2 separate regions of the Mus musculus genome follow, and region 2 is linked to region 1. The links are chromatin contacts, called in public Hi-C maps. All regions are on one chromosome and are shown on one strand. The core of a region is the stretch at or near the end of the contact, and the rest is flanking DNA. Distances in the headings are between cores, read along the strand shown. Region 1 has its middle 5.5 kb from the start of Gm42196. Region 2 overlaps Tnik (TRAF2 and NCK interacting kinase).

Evidence for each region. A called contact is a pair of places that touch in the nucleus more often than the background predicts.
Region 2: a Hi-C map of muscle stem cells shows a contact between it and region 1, with 2.5 times the contacts expected there. The contact joins two enhancer-like sites. A contact is called at or near these places in 8 of 484 Hi-C or Micro-C datasets (the HL-1 cell line, the HPC-7 cell line, cortical neurons and 4 more) and 3 of 115 datasets of contacts at active chromatin or transcription factors (embryonic fibroblasts, neural tube and trophoblast stem cells).

The regions. Positions count from the first base shown.
Region 1 is chr3:28,167,108-28,174,971 of GRCm38.p6, reverse strand. No RefSeq gene overlaps it. Among named protein-coding and RNA genes, the nearest start is that of Gm42196, 5.5 kb to the left of the region's middle. Within about 2 kb of position 4,216, at least 82 of the 459 cell types and tissues checked have an H3K27ac peak or open chromatin away from gene starts, as enhancers often do. A contact at or near this core is called in muscle stem cells and trophoblast stem cells, where this site is marked.
Region 2 is chr3:28,481,226-28,489,089 of GRCm38.p6, reverse strand. All of the region lies in intron 2 of Tnik (TRAF2 and NCK interacting kinase), which reads right to left. Among named protein-coding and RNA genes, the nearest start is that of Mir466q, 65 kb to the right of the region's middle. Within about 2 kb of position 3,714, at least 36 of the 459 cell types and tissues checked have an H3K27ac peak or open chromatin away from gene starts, as enhancers often do. A contact at or near this core is called in muscle stem cells and trophoblast stem cells, where this site is marked.

The DNA.
Region 1 (7,864 bases), core at 2,967-5,466:
CCAAGCACCAATTGGACATGGAGTTAAGACCTGGAATCTCAGCACCCAGAAAGTAGAGGCTTCAGAAGTTCAAGGTCACCCTCAGCTACATAAGTAATTCCAAAGCACCTTATCAAAAAAGAAAGGAAGGAAGGGGGAGGAAAGAAGGAAGGAAGGAAGGAAGGAAGGAAGGATGGAAAGAAGGGAAGGAAGGAAGGAAGGAAGGAAGGAAGGAAGGAAGGAGGGAGGAAAGAAAGAAAGAAAGAAAGAAAGAAAGAAAGAAAGAAAGAAAGAAAGAAAGAAAGAAAGAAAGGAAGGAGGAGAAAAGAAGGAAGGAAGGAAGGAAGGAAGGAAGGAGGAGGAAAGAAGGAAGGAAGGAAGGAAGGAAGAAAAGAAAGAAAGAAAGAAAGAAAGAAAGAAAGAAAGAAGGGAGGGAGGGAGGGAGGGAGGGAGGGAGGGAAGGAAGGAAGGAAGGAAGGAAGGAAGAAAAGAAAGAAAGAAAGAAAGAAAGAAAGAAAGAAAGAAAGAAAGAAAGAAAGAAAGAAAGGGAAAGAAAGAGAGGAAGCAAAGAAAAGGAAAGAAAGAAAGGAAAAGAAAGAAAATAGTCAGGGCACAATATTTTCAGGGTTCTTAAATGTCAACTTAAGGAGTTGAGGTCTGTTCCAGAAGCTACACAATAGAAACCATCAAAGCAAAGAGTTAATGTGGTATGGAGGATGATGGGAGCTGGAAGAGAGACAGGGAGGGTCCTGGCACAGGGCAGACACGACAGAGATGGGTCCATTGAAAATCAAAGACAAAATATGCAGTTTCACAGCTAATTAGATGTAGACTCTCCTAGGTCCTTCACACCGTTCTGTGTACAGTAAATAACTGAGCCGTTTTGCCCCAGGTGTCTCAGATAGTGGCAGTTAAAAAACAAGAAAAGTAGCCTCCGATTCAATTGCAATGGTTGTAATTATTGCTTCCTCTACCCTTTCAGTCCCTGCTTCACACTTATGGCCACGCGGCAATGACATTCCCAGGTCACTGATTCTTAAGCTTTAGTGCATTAAAACCACCTGGAGGCTTTGTCATAACACAGGCTGTGATATTTTAAGAAATTGGATTTCTGGACTGGAGAGGCAGCTCACTTAGTAGCTCCTAGTTCCTCCCTAGGATTCTAGGAGACAAGATTTGTAACCCAGCACTGAATAGATTGAGTATGGTGGCACATGTCTGTAATCCCAGGACTTGAGAGGAACGGGCAAGAAAGGTTTAAAGTTTACCCTGGCTATATGTGATTCTCAGGCCATTCTGGGCTGCAGGCAGCTTTGTCTCAAAGAGGTAGGGAAGGAGGAGGGAAAAGAAAAGACTAGACTCTATTGGGTGTCTATGACAGTTCTCTACCTTCCTAATGCTGAGACAACTTAATATAGTTCCTCATGTTATGGAGACCCCCAATCATAATTTTTTTTTTCGAGACAGGGTTTCTTTGTATAGCCCTGGCTGTCCTGGAACTCACTTTGTAGACCAGGCTGGCCTCGAACTCAGACATCTGCCTGCCTCTATAAATGTTTTATTACTACTTCACTGCTATAGTTTTGCTTCTATTATAAATTGAAATGTAAGTATCTATGTTTTCTGATTATCTTAGGCAACCCCTGTGAAAGGGTCATTTGCCCCTAAAGGGGCTGAGGCCCACAGGTTGAGAACCGCTGGTCTCAGCAATGACGACGTGGCTGTTCTGTGGACTGAACGTGAAGTCCCGCTTCTGCAGGTCTCCTGTGGCCACCTTTGTAACTACGGGGCCGAACAGAAGCAGCAGAGGAAGCCACTGAGTCCAAGAACACTCTTCTTGTTCTTTGAACCGGCATTATTTGAGATGCCTGGAGCAAAGAGGCTCAGAGATTTATTTCCTGAACACAAAACATTATGGTGTAACTTTGTAATCACAGCTATCGTCAGGATCAAATCCTATCTCTGCCTGTTGTACTACTGACTAATTCCTCGAAGTCTCCAATCATTGCAGGTTATATTTATTATTCCTCACATATTATTTTATATTAATATCTGGATAATAATTACCACTGCATAGGGTTGTGAGGAACAGTCGTGGAAACCCATAGAAAGTACTTGGTTGTATGCCAAGATGCACATAAAATGAAATATGGAAATGTATATGATATTTATAAGAACTTTTTAATTGATAGAAGGTAAGGAAGGATTGATAATGCCAACATCTGCTGAGCTGAAGGTAAGAGGACCAAAGTTCAAAGTCAACCATCAGTTCTCCGAGTGAATTCAAGACAGCCTGGACCATGTGAGACTTAGACTAAACAAACAAATAAAACTCACGGAGATGTCACTCTTCCTATTTTCTGTTTGGTTTTGTTTAGCTTTTGTGACATTTTTTTCTTCTTGCCATCTTACCCTGTTTAGGTTGCTGTGACAGTGTACTGTACAGGGTTGACGATGCGGGCTGAGCAGTGGAGTGTCGGGCTAGCGCTGGCTTTCACCAGCAGCTCTGCAGAGAGGTGGCACGTCCCTGTGAGACTAGCAGTATGAGAACCAGTTCAAGGTCACTCTCAGTGACAAACATAATCATCTGTCCAAAAGAAAGAAAGAAAGAAAGAAAGAAAGAAAGAAAGAAAGAAAGAAAGAAAGAAAGAAAGAAAAGACAAAAAAGCATACCAGGGTCTACTGAGCCCCATGGAGCACTGTGTAGCCATACATGGTGAGTTTGGCTCCTTCCCTACACTAACCCTTCCGTGAGAGTGAAGTGGTCACCTCAGTCACCATCTGGTTTGTCAGCCCCTTGGGGACAACGAAGACCCCCAGGGGTGGTCATGACTTTGGATTAATCATTTTCTCTCCATAGCTCGTTACAAACATCAGCACGTTCAGTCTCAAAGAACATAGTAAGATTCGCTTTCCTGGCAACTTCCTGCTAGCTGGGACAGTGTCCGGAAGAGGGAAAGGAACAGATACCTGAACCCAGAGGGAGGAGGAGTCAGGGGGAGGATAGAAAGCTTCCTGTTTGGACTTTTGTGCCTATTTCCAACCTATTAGCATCGTTGTCTGTGGACCTTGAGGCTTTGGGTCTGGTCCTGAGGTTTTTACCAGTGCAACTGTCTGGGGCTTGTCCCCAGCAAAGAAGGCAGCAAGGAAGCATTTCTCTTTAACCAGATAAGTCTGGTGTCGCACCATCCACGAGGGACGCGGAAGGCAGGTACTCCTATAGGGAGGACCATCTCAGGTTGAGCCTGTGTCTTGGGAACTTGAATTCCCCACCCTGCAAAACGAGCTTGGAAATCAGATACCCCTTCCCCTCAGTTTGCTGCAGGGGGGATGGTGGAGGGAGCCTTGAAGAGAATGGGATGAGGTTTTCCTGCTGTGGGCTCCCCAAGTCAGACGTTGTCACGGGTTAGCAGAAAGAGCAGCGTTCCATTCATCCGAAGACAAGGGAAGTGGCTGTGTAAACCAGATATTGTTTCTTGTGGCAGGCACTGTCCTATGCATGGTAGGTATTTGGCAATAGCTCTCTTTTCTGCTTATTACACTTCCTCTTCCGGTGATTGCATAATCCAAAAATGTCTAGACGTTGCCAACAGCCCCCAGGGGGCGATAATCACGTGGCCTGAGACCTGCTGCTCTCTGGTGCGGTTCTCTGCTGGAATCACTCAAAGAACACTTGGTCCGTTCCCTGCTTCTAGAAAACACTAAAACTCCCCGTGAAAAGGTAATTTAGAGGAAGTAGAACACAGTCTCAAAACAGTAGGCACAGAAAGGCAGGTGGAAGCCGATGAAATAAAACCTTTTTTTTTCCAGGTAAGGAAAAGGAGACAGGAAGCTTGTGATATGCCTCAGGCCCAAAGATGAGTCAGAGGGAAATCAGGGAGGGTAAGAGGAGTATAGGGTCTGACCTTCAGTCAAAGAAAAACAGCTCCATCCTTCCCCCTTCCCTCCCCTCCTTCAGTTGGGATCTACGTGGGAACAAATGTCGGTTGTTTTAGAAGCTGGTGGAACGTTCAGAAATGTTTCCTTTAAATGAAGGGCAAAAGGCGGGGTCAGGGGGAGCGGAGAAAAGCTAGAATTGCTGACTTAAGAAATGTAGTTTACCTGGTCCACTGCTGCCACTGCCTCAGACCCTCCCGCTTGCCTGGCTGGCTGGCTGCATGGCTTCTCCTATTGGACAGACGAGGAGCTGGAGCTTCAGTCAGAAGGCTAGCAGTGAGGCTGGGGTCAGGCCTAGGGATTGTCCCCAGGAGCAGCTCCTCCTCTGGCCTTGCCCTGCCTCTGGACCATCCACAAAGCCAGACTCGGTCATATCATCCCCCTCTCTTCTCCCGTTTTTGAAACAGGATCTCCAGGAATTAGGCTGACCTGGAACTTGCTAAATAGATGAAGATGGACTTCCGATCCTCCTGCCTCCTGCTGGGATTCCAGGCCTTTGGCATCAAGTCCAGGCTATGGAGTGCTAGGACTCATCCACTAGGGGCTTTGTACACTAGGCAGGCACCCTACCAATGGAACTGCATCCCAGGTCCTCAGGGTGTTCTGTTCTCTAAGGGATCCCTTTTGTTTACCTCAAGGATAGTTAAAAGTCCTTGTCTGTAACAGCGGCACCCAGAGGTATCCCTCTCGGGGGTTTCCCTGGTCCCCTGCATTCTGATGGTGCAGAAAAAACTAACAGGAGATTGTTGCTTGACAATAAGTATCTCTCATTGGCTGTCTCAGGCCTCAGCACCTCCCTCTGGGCCTATCCCAGCAGGTGGGCTGGGGTGCAGGTGGGGCTCTCCATTCTGATCTTCTGGAAGAATGGCTTCCCCAAACCTCCTTGATAGGACACTTTTCTCCCTCCCTCTCTCCCTCTCTCCTTTCCTCCCTCCCTCCTTCATTCCTCCCTCCCTCTTCCCTCCTTCCCTCTCCTCTTCCTTCCTCCCTCTCTCATTCCTCTCTTCCTCCCTCCCTATCTTCCTCCTTCATTTCTTTCTTTCTTCCCTTCCTTCCTCCCTTCTCTCCCTTCTTTCCCTTCTTCCTTCCTTCATCCTTCCTTCATCCCATTTCTGTGTTCACAGTATGTGTGATGTGTCAGAGGGAGCCATTTTTCCAGACTCCTGATTTCTTTCTCACAAGCCCTAAATCACTTTTGGGCCTTTTGTTCTTTAAGACAGGGCCTTATGTAGCCCAGATTAGCCTCAGACTCACTGTGTAGCCAAAATGACCTTGAACTCTGATCCTCCTTCAGAAGGCTAGGATTATAGGCATGGACCACATGGCCACCTTTAAAAGAAAAAAATTAGTTTCGATATATTTGTTATGTTGAAAGAAAACTTATGTAATACATTTTAAAATTTTTTAACAAAGGAAAGATTTGCGGAAATAGCTGTTTTTCTCATTTCTCTGTGCTGAAATATTTTGTGCGTTCTTTGAGTATATAGGACTAATGTCTTGTGACACATGTGTCCCTAGAATGACCCAAAACAACAACAAATGACAATCTGTTTATTCTGAGCCCTATACTCTAGAACAGAAGCCATACCTTTTTATACAGGGAAAACTGTAGCCCAGAAAAATGAAGTGGGCTACTCAAGGTCACAGAACTAAAAAGGCAAAGCATTAAGCCATAACGGAGTAGGAGTATTTCAGTCTGAGGAGAACGATTTATGCTTTACATAAAATCCTGGTACCTATAGGCAGCTTGGGGAGAGCTAATGTTGGAATAGCCTGTGGTGAGATTCAGACCTGGGACAAATAACTGAGGTGCATAGTTTACATACCAAAGTGAACTTGGCCGCCAGGTTCTCTGGGCATCCCTCAGGCCCTACCTGTTACAGGGCATACATACTCTGCTCTCTGCCCTGAACTTTCCAGCTGAGGAGCTGGCTTACCCTCCCTCCCCCAGGAGCAAACATAAGTCCTTGAGTATGGATTTTAAGTGTGTGCTCCCAACCCTGCCCCACCCTCTCCTTTTCAATATAATACAGACATTTCGGTATCTCTTCTTGTTCTTGTTCTTCTTGCTCTTCAGCACTAAAGGCCAGACCAAGTGGACATCAGAGTCCCTTCCTTCCTCCTTGCCATGGGCCTAAGTTTGGTTCTAAGCACCCATGTTGAATGGCTCACAACCACCTGTAACTCTAGCTCCCATATGCATGCACGCACATGGAACCCACACACATAGAAACAAAAACACATAGAAACGAAAATCTTCAAACAAAACAAAATCTACATTGAGCCCAGAACACTCATGGGAAACAGCAAAGCCCACTGCAGGTCAGTGTGGATCTAGTGACTTGGTGACATATCAAACTTTACATCAGGGTGCTCACCTTCAACACAGGAGCAACTCGAGGTTCTTGGGCACTAAATTAATCGCAGACCATGGTGAGTGGGAAAGACTGCAGATTTGGGCAGAGGGCAGGCTCAAGCCTCTGGACCTGCAAGCAAACATAAGTCCTTGAGTGTGGATTTTTAAGTGTGTACTCCCAACCCCGCCCCACCCTCTCCCTTCTTTCTGTGTTTCCATCTTTCTATCTTTCTATTTTAACACTAGGGCCCAGCTTCTTATACTGGGGGTTACAGCTTTACCCTCCCAGTGACAGATTGCTCAGCTACACGCTGAGACATAAACCTCCTTCCAGTCATCCCAGAATTAGGCCCATAGATTTCCAGTTATGGAAGGGAGGTGTTCCAACTCAGGCAGCAGATGTAAATTATAGGCCTGAATGGATTTTGCATGAATTTCTCCTAGGCTACTTCCATGCTGCTTAAATACCACTTTTTAAAAGCAACATGGCATTGTATTTTCAGAGGCGATTTGTTTCCACTGCAGAGAGGGCTCCAGGAGGCCAGAGCAGTCTTTCAAGCTCTTCCCCTTGCAGGGAAGAACATTGACCAGTGAGCAGTTCTCTAGAACCCACAGTGGGATTTCATGGTTCCCCAGCCCATGCTCTCACACAGCTTCACTCTTCCTTTTAAGACAAAACTTAGGATCCAAGCTCAGCTTCCATATGTCCTGGGAAAAACAGCTCCGCCACCTGCAAAGACAGGGAGTGACTGTGCAGGAGGTCAGGTGGCAGATAGTAGCAATTCGTGTCCTAGCTGCTCAGCCAGGCCCACGTGCCTTGTGCTACGGACTCTTGGCTCTCTTTCTTGATACAATTTTTTGAGAACTCATTGAGTAAAGAACAAAAAGGCAGGCCCTGTGCTCCCTCCTCACTTCTTCCTAGAGGGATAGAACTGCGGTCACATTGAAATCCTGAGCATAATTTTACCACCCTGGAGGTGGGCACTCTCTCATAAGTAAAGCTCACTGGCTGTGTTGAGGCTCCAGCTCAGCAGCAGTTGAGCTGGGGGTTCGCCTGCACACAGCCCTGGCTTTAGTGGCCAGTACAAAAGCTGAGTTCATGAGCCAGGACACTGCAACTTCATTTCTTTCCCAATGTGCCCACTGTTTTCTTACTCGGATCTATTGGTGAGACATTTCACATGGAGCTCGAGATGACTATCTCAGCCCTTCCCATACGCACTCAGGGACTGGGGTTATTGAAACTATTTGTAGAGACATTTGGAGCTGGTTGGGTGATTCAGTTGGTAGAATATCTGCCGAGTTTGCACGAATCATTGGGTTTCACCCCTAACACTCCATAAATGGGGTGTGGTAGCACATATTTATAATCCTAGTTCTTAGGAGGTGGAGGCAGGAGGATGAGAAGTTCAAGGACATCTCCAGCAATATAAGCAGGTTTGGGCCGGCCTGCGATTCTCTGATACATGAGATCTTGTTGTTAAAAAGTGGGCTTGAAGAATAGAAACATGGCTCAGTGATGGACAGCACTTGTGTGTGTGACACACACATGCACACACTTAAAAATAATCAAAAATAAATATCTAAAAAGAA
Region 2 (7,864 bases), core at 2,465-4,964, 310 kb before region 1:
TTGTTGGAAACTAGATGCCTCAATTTCTGTGTGGCTGCTTATAAATCAAGATGGATGCTTCTAGTAGTTGGTTTGGTTTCTGCTGTGTGTGGACCCTGGTGTAATTCAAGTCTGAGAAGTTGCTTTCAAAGTCATAAGACATGTGATTATGAAGAGCTGGATAATTCCCTAAGATACAGAAAGGGACTAACCTTGACACAGTCTGTCAAAAGCAGAGGGGGAAGCCTTTAGTGTCCAACAGCTTACGAGCACACATGTGAACCATACAGAAATCACCAATCCTGAGATCCTAATGACCTAATGCCATGGGTCTTAGGGTCCAGTCCTCAGGTTTCCAGGCTCTGTACCCTAAAAGGGAAAGTTTCTCCTTGTCCATTTATCTTCTTCCCCAGCCTAGGACAGCTTCTTGCAATAGGTGGTTCCCAAAACATGCCAATAAACGTGAAGTTGTTATGCTTGGTGAACTGGGTGCTTCGCTTCAGTCAATCAGAGCCAAGAAGTCAGTCAACTGACCAACTTAACCTGGGAGAAGCTCAGAGAAGCACTATCTGGATAACAGAGAGCTGGCACAGGAAGGACCTGTCACAGGAAGGGAGAACCACGTGGTCTGAGGCAGGGGTCTGTGACAAGGATTCCTACATAAGGGTTTGGTTTGTTTCCGGTTGGCTTCTCCATGTTAACCAACAGACTGAGGGAGCCCTTGAGCAACCCAATCCCTGTACTCATCTGTTCATTATCAGCACTGGGGAGAGAGAGAGAGAGAGAGAGAGAGAGAGAGAGAGAGAGAGAGAGAGAGCCAGCCTCATGATGTCTTCTTCTGTGGCCCTGCTTAGATTTGCTTTTACACTGACCCCGGTAGACAGAGGTTTACCACTAGTGGATGAGATAGGGGGTGCTGGTTGTGACCATGAGGCATAGGGTGGGGGGGGTGGCCAAGGAGGACAAATAATAGTCACAAAGACAGTGCTGAGTTTCAGAAGGAAAGCTGTCCACCCCCAGAGTGGCTCAGTCCTCCCCAGGTGTCAGTAGCAGCAGCAGCAGCAGCAGCAGCAGCAGCAGCAGCAGCAGCAGCAGCAGCAGCAGCAGCAGCAGCAGGAGGGAGAACAGCCCTGTACACTCAGAGTTGTCAGACAGCAACAGGCCTAAAGTGTTCCCAACTCAGAAGCACAAACGGGGAACCATTTGACTCCCTTGAGGCTGCTGCTGAATACAGCCTCTCCCACAGTGTCCTCAAACCTCCAGAAGTTTTCATTAAAACAAAGGAAATGTCAGTCGGGAAAGCGCCGGAATATAATTAGGGCCCACCAAATCTAAAGTAATTCAGAGGGGAAAAAAATAGACAGTAATGAAAGGGATGCTCTCTGGTCCTTACTGAATCTCTGCTGTGCGGCTGACACAAAAATCAATTTCAACAGGCTTTAGCTGAATCTGAGCAGGAACCAGGGCGACAGATGAAATTTAGTGAGCAATTTACTGGAGTCATAATGATTCCTGAGCAAGGGGGAAAGGGCTGTAGCGAGGGCTCTCACTCAGACGTCTCCTCTGTGAGAGCACATGTGCATCACTATATCCCCCCATTCTATGGGGGACGGACTTTAAAGTAGTATGTTTTAATCCTAATAAATGCCTGCACATTACACTGTACCTCTACCTCGGATACTTTAAAATGGTGGTTTCCAGCAAGGCAATTTTGCCCCCTGGGGACATGTGACAGGGTCTAGACTTCTGATTGCTATGACTATCTGTCAGTGCTGGCATCTTGTGAGTAGGGGCAAGGTATGCTGCTAAGCATGCCATATTTAAAAGAGATTCTCCTTTGTCTGACACACTATTTTGAGCTCCCAAATGTCAGGGGAACCAAAGGGTGAATCTGGTCCTTAGAGTTTGACATTCAGTAGATGCCCAGTGCACAGCGAAGTGTGTGCAGAACCACCAGTTACAAAGATGCCCAGATGAGGCCTTAGCTGGGGATCTCATGGGTGATGGGCATGGAAAGGGCAGACAGGTGGCATTGTTCTGTCTTTGCTTAGTAGCACCTCACAAATGATTTTAAACCATGTTTTACTGTTTGTATTACAATTTTCATACCAGTTTTTAGCATATGTTGAGTACATTCCCTGTGCTCTCCCTTTTCTTGGCTCTCCTTACTCCCATCAAAACTCTCATGATGATCTTCACTAAAATAGAAAAATAAAGACATTCATATTGAAGAACAAAAGAGCCTACATTGCCTAAGCAGCCGGTCCTGAGCAGAAAGCATAACACATTATCACCATTCCTGACTTCAATTATACTACAGAGTTACAGTACCAAAAGCAGCATGGCACGGGGAAAAGTCAGACACGGAGAGCAATGGGCTAGAAGACACTACTTTTTGAAGTGAGGTCAGTGCTTCTCAACCAAACCATGATGTGGCCTCCGGGACCATTCTTCTGACTTCCGTGTGTAATTGGTCACTTAACAAGATCTTCATTGTCTCTATTAAAACATGGATAATGTAGTGTGAGGACCAAAGAGGCTTGGAGTGCTTGGAAACAGTGGGAAAATTGATGCTTAGGTATTAATTTTGGAAAGTGTTCCTTTGTGCTGGCTAGTTTCATGTCAACTTGACACAAGCTGGAGTCATCTGGGTAGAGGGCATATCAACTAAGGAAATGCCCCAGCTTTGCCTACAGGTAAGTTTGTGGGCAACTTTCATGATTGATGTGGGAAGGCCCAGCACACTATGTGTGGTGCCAACCCTTGCTGCCTCCCATGTCACTAGCACAGGCCATATGAACTACATGCTTTCTGAGCATGGACCTTCATACCATTCTGTGCATTAGGAGAACAAAGGCAAAAACAGACAAACAAACAAAAAAGGTACTGTAAAAGTTTCTGTTATGAATTAAAGGCATTCTTTCAGAGTGAGGGACCATACCAATCTGACAGCAGGCATGCTGTCCTTGGGGAGTAAGTCAGTGGGAACAAGGACTTAAGTGCCTCATTGGTGTGTGTTCCCTAGAAGACAGTAATTCTGGAAATAGGTTCGCCTGCAATCTTGGGGCAAGGAACATAAGTGAAATATGAGGCCGCCGAGAAAGAGCAAGAGTCCTTTTTAGTAAGTAAGGCATGCCCAAGCTCTAGGCCAGCCTGAATGGCCAGACGGCTGACGAGGTAGTGAGTGTACTGACGGACAGCTAAATTTAGCTGCAATATGACTCCCCTGCTAGGAAGCTTCCTTTCCAGAAGGGTGAGGTTTCCCTGACTCCAGTGAAATTCTTCTTTTGACCACACTTTCATCCTACAGTTCGCTGACAAATCAGGGATGGTGAGAACTTGGTGAGAGCATGCTGCTAACTCTCTGACCACCCTTTCTTCTCACACAGACCAGGAGACAGACACAGTTCTGTAGTGAAGCCTTGCAGGTCACACAAGGCAGAACAATAGTTAAGAGGAAGGGACTGAGGGATAGGAGGTGTTCAGGGGTGATCTGGGAGGGTCTAGAGTAACTTTTGTTTAGAGGCCCTTTATCCATAAAACAGATAGAATTAGGTTAGTAGTTTGCAATAGAGATCAAATTAATACATAGAGAGACAGTTGGTGGTGTGCCTGGGTAAGTGACAGGGATATCCCAGCTCTTTTGGGGCTTGATGGGAACTATTTATAACCTCTGTCCTGCTGTCCCCATCTTTACCACAGGGCGAACCTGGTTCCCTCATCCTCCTCGAATGTGCCAGAGTGCCTTTATGTCTCTTCCTTCTGCTATGCCTGCTTGACGCTGCCTTTATGTCTACATCCTGGGCTCCAGTGACTAAGAGTCTTCCCCTAGAAAACCCCCCCCCACCCCCAATTCTTACCAATATTTTCCCTCATCTTAGGGGCACCTTGTGCAGTATACATTATACTTCACTTATTACCTATATAAGGCATTTTTCATTCTCTAATGGATTTCTCTAGATTTTGATCATTACTACATCTTCAATAGCCCATTCGTGCCTGCAGTATGGCCACTTAATCCCCCACGTGCTGTGGGAATGAGTTCTCTGGAAACAAACATCTCTCTCTCTCTCTCTCTCGCTCTCTCTCTGTCTCTGTCTCTCTGTCTCTCTGTCTCTGTCTCTCTGTCTCTGTCTGTCTCTGTCTCTCTCTCTGTCTCTGTCTCTCTGTCTCTGTCTCTCTGTCTCTCTTTGTCTGTCTCTGTCTCTGTCTCTCTCTCTGTCTCTGTCTCTGTCTCTCTGTCTCTCTCTCTCTCTCTCACACACACACACACACACACACACACACTACAGAATCTCCTTTTAAAGGCACAGCAATGGAAATAAAAGAAGCAATGTCATCTGAGGCTTTCAAAGGAGGAACCCTTTCAGGTTGACTTTGCATCAAAGTAACAGAGCAGGAAAGCACTGCCTTCCTCTTTATTCTCTTCACACCTCTGAAGCTTAAAGAACAGAATAAAGGCTTCATAATTAACATATATTTCATATATTTGCTATCCAGGATGATTCGTTTCTGTAAATATATAATTATTTCATTTAAATATTAGCAACATGGATATTGAAAAGATATGGACGACTGAAAAGTTAAAAAGCAGAGAAGCAAAGGTGGCCACACCCCCAAATTACATTCCTCCTGGCAGCCGCTGACATTTCAGCCTTACAGATAGCAATTAGGGATGAGACTGCTTTTAGAACCAGAGAGAACATTTGACAACCTTTCCCTTTCTTTCATTTTCCCTAAATGAAATGCGAGAGATAGTTCATCTCCAGTCAAACATGAGTGACCATCGCCCTGGAGAACAGATTCAGGTTTCCTGTAGTCATGGATCCTAAGGTGGAAGTATGCCCATCAGCTTTGTGTGGTCAGAAAAAAACGATAAAAAGTCATAAATCCATGCACTTGAAAATACAGTGGGAGGCAGGTTACAGAGAGCTGGGAAAACTGCTGGAGGCGGCCCTTCCTTGACACAATGTGAAAAGATGGAGCTAGCAAGTGCTTAAGCCATAGTCAGGAAGGTCACCCACATGGAACCACGAGGAGCCCTTTCCTCCATCCCCCAGCCCTCACCCCTGCTGGCAATCCCAATGCTGGAGAGGAGAAGAGACAGAAGATCACAGCAGGCTGGCCACCAGCCCAGCAGAGTGGGTGAGTTCCAGGTTCCAGTGAGGGACTCTGTCTCAAAACATCAAGGTGGGCAGCTCCTAAGGTGAGGCTTGTGGCCTCTACACATGTGCACACACATCAAAGCACCTAACACACAAGCACGCATTCACACGTTCATACATAGTAGAAAAGAAAACCAATGCTTATTTAAGTAACAGAACTGTACTGGTTTTTAAGTATCATTCCTAATCTGCCCAAACAACAACAACAAAACCTGTATTAGATGCCACGAACTTAATAGAAATTTAATGCTAATAATAATTAATAATAATGTACCACCCATTGATAGACATTCAACACCTACACTTATAAATACTATAAAATACTTAGCAACTGACGCACGATGCTTTTAAAGGCTGGTGGATTCTTTTCCAAAAACAGAATACTGCTACTGTAAAAATTTTAAAAGCTTTCTTTGAGGAGAAAATAATTCAGAAAACAAATTAGGAAGGCATGAAAAATCCATAGGAGATGAATAGATGGGAGCCAGAGGAATGAGGGTACATACACTCCTTTCAGAAGTTTGATGTTTTCAATTTTCCAATGAAGCTCTAGGCAAGTCCTTTTGACTTTTATAAAGAAGAGAAACAGAACTGCTTGGTAGGCTCGCTTTCCTTACAAGATTCGAGTACAAACAGGAAGACCAAGATCAAGCAAGTTTCTACGGCCCACCTTACTGAGTCAACATTTCAAATTTGTTGTCCATAATGAATTCCCATGTAGTTGTCTAAGCTTGACAGCCCCTTTACAGGAGGGCCATCACAACATATTGTAGATACCGGTAATGCTGGCAATATACTGAACCCCTGTCTTAAAATACAAAGTAATAAAAAATGGTCTGGGGATGTGGCTTCAGGGTAGATTTGTCTGGCATGGGCAAAGCCCTGGGTTCCATCTGTTATATGGGGCTAGAGGAGGAGAAAGAGAAAAAATACCGTGTGTTCTATCTTAAAAATGAACCATTATTACCATGTATTAATTGGTACACTCTATTTAATAGACTGTATGTTTTCTAAAACAAACAAAATAAATCAACTGAATTGTAACAGGGTATCATTCTAGCTCTATCATGAGACTTTAACTATTGTGAACAAAAATCATAATATTATTATGAGGTTATCTTGAAAATGAGCAAGGAAGATAGTTGAAAAGCCTTGTTTAAACTTTGCAATTATTGAATACTTCTTTGCATATAATTGTGTAGATAATTTCATAAATAATTTCTTTCCACATTGCTAATACTTGCAGATATCATAAGAAATATAGCCTTGGGAAGAGTTAACTGGGATCAAAGGGTCGCTTCTTCGGTCCTCTACTTGCATTGTGCCCAAAGGGGCATCCTGTGCAGGGATTGGAGCTCAGTAAAAGACTTTAGACTTTACAACACTGCACTCATGTAATAACATAGTTAACGCAAACACCACATCCTACATCAAAGTAGGAGAATGTAGGGGAGAAAGGTCCTGTGAAGCTGAGTTGAAATGATTGCTGGTTTAGGCTGAGTAAAAACATGTAACGGGCACCAAATCTATGAAAGTTGGTGGAATAGCTGGGCCCACTTATGTAAAAATAAAAGGTATAGTAGATTTAAAGCCGAATTTTAAAAATTTAATATGCTTATGTAAATATCTGACAAGCAGTTTACTGAAGCTTCAGCATCAGCGAGAAAGGTTGGGAAATCTTTTGAAAGTTTAGTACCACACTGGTTTAGAGTGTAAGACAAGAAAGAGATTGGCTTTTAAAACATCTGTGTGTTGATTCTTACAGTCTTGAACTGCCTTCCCTTTGTACCCGCTCATCTCTTTCAGATCACCTGCTACTCTATTCAGCATGCACTCACTAATTAATAAACCTCTACGCAAGTGCAAACAGGAGCAACTGAGAGCGCTTGCCTCCATGGCAATTAAAGTCCGGGTTCTCATTCCCCATAGGTTTTAATACCATGAACATTATAAGTAGCCGTGATGTCTTGACAGAAATGGTAAGGAAGGGAAGAACTCTGTAGTCTATACAGCAAAGAACTTGAAGTGTAGAAGGCAAAGACAAAGGAAATCTGAACTGTGCAGATTCAGGTGGAGTGAGAGCAGCTTCAGAGAGGGAGGGAAGGAGAGAGAGAGGGGGAGAGGGGGAGAGGGGGATAGGGGGAGGGGGGGAGAGGGGGAGAGGGGGAGAGGGGGAGAGGGGGATAGGGGGAGGGGGGGAGAGGGGGAGAGGGGGAGAGGGGGAGAGGGGGATAGGGGGAGGGGGGGAGAGGGGGAGAGGGGGAGGGGGGGAGGGGGGAAGGAAGGAAGGAAGGAAGGAAGGAAGGAAGGAAGGAAGGAAGGAAGGAAGGAAGGAACAAATGCTTCAGGAAAGAGGTGGACAAAGCCAAGATAGTCTCTTCTGCCACAGCCTCTGAGCAGAACTTCCCAAGTCCAACAAACAGGTGAATCTGTGAGGTTACCATGGAAACAATGAAGGCTCACTACCTATAGTAAAGGAGATGGAGACTTGAAGATAGATATATATATCATGCCCCTGTATGCCTTCTTCAAAACAAGATGGACTCTAACTACTGCAGATAAACAGGAGGCTGGGAGTAATGAGCTGGGCAGTAATCCCAGATGAACCTGAAATTAATTAAGTAGCTGACACACACCACACCAGGCACTGTTCTAAGTCCTTCACTTTCACTAACCCACCATAGAAAACTATGAAGTAGCTTGGTGTCGCTGATGTCCTT